2 separate regions of the Xenopus laevis genome follow, and region 2 is linked to region 1. Evidence: chromatin contacts called from public Hi-C data. All regions are on one chromosome and are shown on one strand. Each heading gives the region's core, a stretch centred on a gene start, on an enhancer-like site or on the middle of the called end of the contact. The rest is flanking DNA. Distances are from core to core; before and after follow the strand shown.

Evidence for each region. Hi-C and Micro-C count contacts between places; a contact is called where the count stands out from the background.
Region 2: a contact with region 1 is called in a Hi-C map of the XTC cell line, with 2.5 times the contacts expected there. The contact joins the promoter of mat2a.L here to the enhancer-like site in region 1. A contact is called at or near these places in 2 of 4 Hi-C or Micro-C datasets (the XL177 cell line and the XTC cell line).

The regions. Positions count from the first base shown.
Region 1 is chr3L:133,314,875-133,317,574 of Xenopus_laevis_v10.1, reverse strand. It overlaps sh2d6.L (B-cell linker protein), which reads right to left. Exons shown (of 14, transcript XM_018253443.2): 13 at 1,218-1,373. Among protein-coding and RNA genes, the nearest start is that of sh2d6.L, 25 kb to the right of the region's middle. Within about 2 kb of position 1,259, at least 2 of the 7 cell types and tissues checked have an H3K27ac peak or open chromatin away from gene starts, as enhancers often do.
Region 2 is chr3L:133,368,803-133,371,502 of Xenopus_laevis_v10.1, reverse strand. mat2a.L (methionine adenosyltransferase II, alpha L homeolog) reads right to left here and starts at 1,323. Exons shown (of 9, transcript NM_001086706.1): 1 at 1,189-1,323. The coding sequence starts at 1,282.

The sequences.
Region 1 (2,700 bases), core at 10-2,509:
GAATGCTCAGCTGGCTTTAGCATGCCACCACCTCCCTAGAGACCCTTGTCCTGTTCCCAAAAACACACACACGTCAGGTTATTGGATAGTGGGCTAGCCTGACCCAATTGTTTAGTTTGGTTTGATCTGCAGACAACATTCCATTTGGCCTTCACTCAGTGGCGGAACTACCGGGGGAGCAGGGGGTGCGAGCGGGCAAGGGCACGCACCCCCTCAGGGCCCCCGGCAGCACTGCACGCCGCTAAAATTCGGCCGTACGGAGGGGGGCGGGGCCCGGCTGCGCGTCATGCACCAGGGCCCGCCCCCTCTAGGAACGCTACTGCCTTCACTGCACTCTTTAAGGCTGTTCACTTTTTGTCTTTGAGTACTACTGTGAATGTGACTAATAGAAAAATGGCATAGTTGGAATTAGTATGTATTAGTCTGATATAGAGCTATCACAAAAATGAAAATTTAATATCAGCTTCATCAAACTGAAAAAAAAACTTTTAAACATAATCAATTAAAAATTCTGACCTGTTTCTGAAACCTAGTTACTCTTACTCTACCCCTCACAGCGTCTGTCTCTCCTTATTCCCTCTTCAGGCAGGCGTCAGGAGTCAGATTTTAAAATGACAGGTAAGTCTAATATAGTCTTTGAGAGGGTACTCTTTTTTTTCTTTTAAGTATTCAAGCTCACTCTTTTAAAATCATTAAAAACTTTGTCTCTCTGCAAGCATAATTTGTGCCAAAATCAGTTTTTGTATTTGTGCTGGAATCAGTTATTTCAGTGAGCTTTAATACATCTGCTAGAAATGGGAGCCCTCCCAAAAGATGTATAAGATCAGTCAATCAAAATTTGCTCCAGGAAACAGAATGAAGAAGGACAAATGCTAAAATAAGTAGAATTAAGACCAACTTGATTATTTCAGAAACGGTACAGAATGTTTAATTGCTTGTATTTAGAAAGTTTCTTATTTCAGTATGATGAAGCTTATATTAACATATAATTTCCATGATAGTTATCCAAAATATGCTGCTAATAAAGGCTTCAGTAAAAAAGTCCCAAGGATTAAAGTCCCAAGTAGACCTATTTTACATCTGATATTTAAGTTGATAACTGCTTTGGTGACTGAGCATTTTCCAAGAATGCAAAAGCACTGTTAAAAAGAGGTGGGTATCCATGCAGTACTTATTGTAAATAATGTGTTTACGGTAATATATAGCTAGTCACTAACCTCCTCATGTCGCTTGCCCTCCTTGCCCAGACAATATCCACGGGGGCCCAGTAACCGTACAGGGATGTTGTAGATGTGGTCTTTATATAGCACAGCCAGAGTATATGGCTGCAGGTTGCTTTGTGCAAAACTCTGACGCAACAAGAAACAGCCATCCTTGTAATAAAAAGCAAAGGATAGATTTTAGGTGCAAAATGTAAGTTAATAGAACATAGTTGTCTTCTGATGTGGACAGCTCGAGGGTAGGGCTAAATGGAAATGCTGCGTGTGTTATTTTAAGCAAAAACTGGGATGGGATGGTGGATGTAACAAATGCATAATGACGTAGCCACAAGACTTGGGATTTACATGCTGTGGAGCAAACTTTACCCCTTTGTCATTCTTTTGTAAATAAACCTTAGAGCTCTGTTTCAAAAACTGGGGTTTCCAGATGATACTGCATTACAAAATCCAGCTTTCTTCCACATATAATGGTGGGTTAATGTATGCAGAGAACTGTATCCCAGTAACATTTGGGGCCGCAAGGTTAATAAACAATGCCCTAAAGTGTTAGTTCAAGTCACTATTCAAGGTTCCCTTTGTTATTCAACGACCAATTGTTTATCCATCCTAAAAAACAAAGAAGGCAATATAAACTGTGGAATGTGCATCTCAGAACCTTTAACAGAGGATTATAAAGTAAAGGTGGCCATACACGGAGAGATCCACTCGTTTGGCGATGTCACCAAACGAGTGGACCTCTCTCCAATATGCCCACCTTGAGGTGGGCAATATCGGGCTGATCCGATCGTGGGCCCTAGGGCCCAACAATCGGATCCTAACGAATGGGAACGGGCGGTCAGATCGCGGGACCGCATCAACGAACAGATGCGGCCGCGATCCGACGGGATTTTTTTAGTCCCATCGGGGAAGCCCGTCGGTGGGCCCCATACACGGGCCAATAAAATGGCGACTCGGTCTGTCGGCAGCTTTTATCGGCCCGTTTATGGCCACCTTTAGTCTAAAATGCCCTGACGGCAAATTCCAAAGAAAACCATGATTATCGGCTATTTCCCTGAGTTATTTAAATTCTGTTAAGTATTTCCACGTATACTGACCCTATTATCATAACTGAGCAGAACTTCACTGATGTTAGCTTCCATTAACAGTGCAAAAATTGATTTTGTTCCCATAATAAACTGCATACAGTTCTGTCAATACTTTTCACTAATCCAACTCAAACAAGCATGGAGGATCAATTAAGGGAACAATGAACATGCTCAAAAGCATCAGCCAAAAATTTCCCAGCAAATGTAGTGGCTGTTATATAAGCAGGACATGTGTACTGTATATAGTGATACCTTATGGGTATCCTGATCCTGTGCTCAGAAGGCCATACCAGATACAATGGGGCAGATTTAATAAAGGGTGAAGTGGCCGTCTCTAGTGAAAATTCACCAGAAATCCCTTCCCAGGGACATAGCCAATTTACTAACAGGCATAG
Region 2 (2,700 bases), core at 74-2,573, 54 kb before region 1:
TGCCACATGAAATACTATACGACTTCCAAACCTAAAGGCACGGTGTCCATTGGGCCAGCCTCTCTCACACCCTCAAATGAAGAGGCGTGTCTAGTTTAAAGCGCGGCTACAAAGCCTTGTCTAAGGATTTCTCCAACGGGCGCAGCGGAGGGATTTGTAGACGCAAAGTGCGGTTCCAGGCCTAAAATGGCCGTTCCCACAATAGGAAGAGACTGTAGTTCAGGATGTCAGCCACATACTGTACGATATATACCTCCTGTAATGGCTGATGCTGTATGGGCACATTTCACACCAAGTTTCAAGTGTGTTTTTAAAAGGGATAGTTCACGTTTGAGATAGTATGATGTAGAGAGTGATATTCTCAGACAATCTGCTTTTAATTTTTATTATTTGTCATTTCAGCAATCTGGTTGCTAGGATCCAACTTACCCTAGCAACCATGCATTCATTTTAATAAGAGACCGGAATATGAATAGGAGAGGGTCTGAATAGAAAGATGAGCAATAAAAAGTAACACATATGTAGCCATACAGAGCACTTGTTTTTAGGAGTCAGCGACCCCCCCCCCATTTGAAAGCTGGAGAGTCAGAAGACAAACACAAAAACTATAACAAATAAATAATGAAGACTAATTGAAAAGTTTTAGGATTGAGCATTCTGCAGCTCAGTTTTGAAGGTGTAATTGTTTAAGTGTATTTAATCTCCACACCAGAGCATTGAGGCTCCAGAGACTGGGCAACATCTCCGTTTTCCTTCAATTAAACCCCTCTAAAAGTTTGCCCTTCCCCCACCTTTATAGTTTCTGGACATAAGTACACAAGGGTCAGGGAAAGCCTATAAAACAGACATTATCTACTATAGTTTTGTAGTGGGAAGTTGGGTCACGTGACAGATTACTGAAGGACATAAGTCGCCTCAGAAATCAGTGACGTATATGGCCATGAAGTGCTCAGAAGCTTTGTATATCCTTATAGTTTGTCTGACCTGCAGGAGCGAGGCCGACACCGCACCACGTGTTCATGGCTGCAATGCGGAGACTCACGCTGGGAAGAGTCGTACGGAAGGTGGCGTTATTCTCACCCACTTCCCATGTCTCTCATTTTGAGGCCAGGAAACTAGAAGGCTTTATAGTATGGCAGTTTCCCTAGACACTTCTAAACATACCAAATACGCCTAATATTAACTTACCAGGGTGCCCCTCCCCGACTGACTCTGAGGTAAAGAGAAAGCTGCCTTCGTCGATGAGCTCATCGTGGAAACCATTCAGCATCTGGCCGTTCATTCTGATTGGGTAGGTAAAGCAGCTCTAGAACACTTCCACACTTCTTGGTCCTCGTTAGCTGGAATGAGGCAATGGCGCTGGCTGCTCTTGATTTATACACTCGCTGACGTCACTCTCCCCGCGCGACACCGTCCCGCCATTCCCCTGCCTCCTCCTATCCCACCACCCCTGACGTCAGCCCTGAGGAGAGTGGGCAGGGTTTGATGGACCGTACCATTCCGCGGGCGGCAGCAGGGCGGATTAAGAGAAAGGGGAATTATAATCAAGCTCGATTGCTGGGGGAAAAAAAAGTTTATTTTCTCAACCCCGGCACATACTGAACATTACAGATTCAGAATTAAATTTCACAAACCCTAAGTAATGTATGCTTTGGCAAATTTTCAAAAATGAGGAGAGCACTTCTCAATAGCAAAATCGCTGTGGTTGTATTTATTTAAAGGCTACTACACGACATGTTTCGGGTTATTACATACCCTCTCTCAATGTATGCTTTGGTACGGTCCTAGTTAAACAGTGTAGTGAAAGAAAGTGGGCGGTGCCATGTCAGTCTCTCTTTGGGGTTGAAGTGAAACTATCTCGGCTGCAAAGTTCTTGAAGTCTTTGCAGGGCTTTCTGTGCACTTAACTATTAAAGGGGTTGTTCACCTTTGAGATAAATTTTAGTATGACGTAGAGAGTGATAATCTGAGACAATTTGCAATTGGTTTTCATTTTTTAATATTTGTGGATTTTGAGATATTTAGCTTTTTATTCAGCAGCTCTCCTGTTTGCAGTTTCAGCAATCTGGTTGCTAGGGTCCAAATTACCCTAGTAACCATGCATTGATTTCAACAAGAGACTGGAATATGAATAGGAAATGCCTGCATAGAAGGATCAGTAATAAAAAGTAGCAATAACAGTACATTTGTAGCCTTACAAACCATTTGCTTTTTTGGAAGGGGTCAGTGAACCCCATTTGAAAGCTGCAGAGAGTCAGAAGAAAAAAAACAAATAACTGTAAAGCAATAAAAAAGTTGCTTAGAACTGGCCATTCTATAACATACTAAAAGTTACCTTAAAGGTGAACCACCGCTTTAAGTCTCCCTTGCTTGAAAAGAATCCCCAAACATCTTTATATGTTGCCTTTTACAAAGAGAAAGATTGCAAAATGACATACTAAACATGAGTGGAGTATATTGACCTATTGCTTTTGCATGTTACTAATATGTATAAGTGTGCAATTTTGCATTATTTTAAGACTGGTAGTCTCTCTGTTACAGGGACGTGTTGTAAAATCCAGACAGCAAAGAACAAACTGTAAGGGACAAATGAAGACGACATCACAGTTCAGACACGTCCGTGCCATTATTAGGCCTTTAATTATATTTGATGAAGGCATTCAACATAAGCTAAACCATGCAAGTTCAGATTTTATTCATC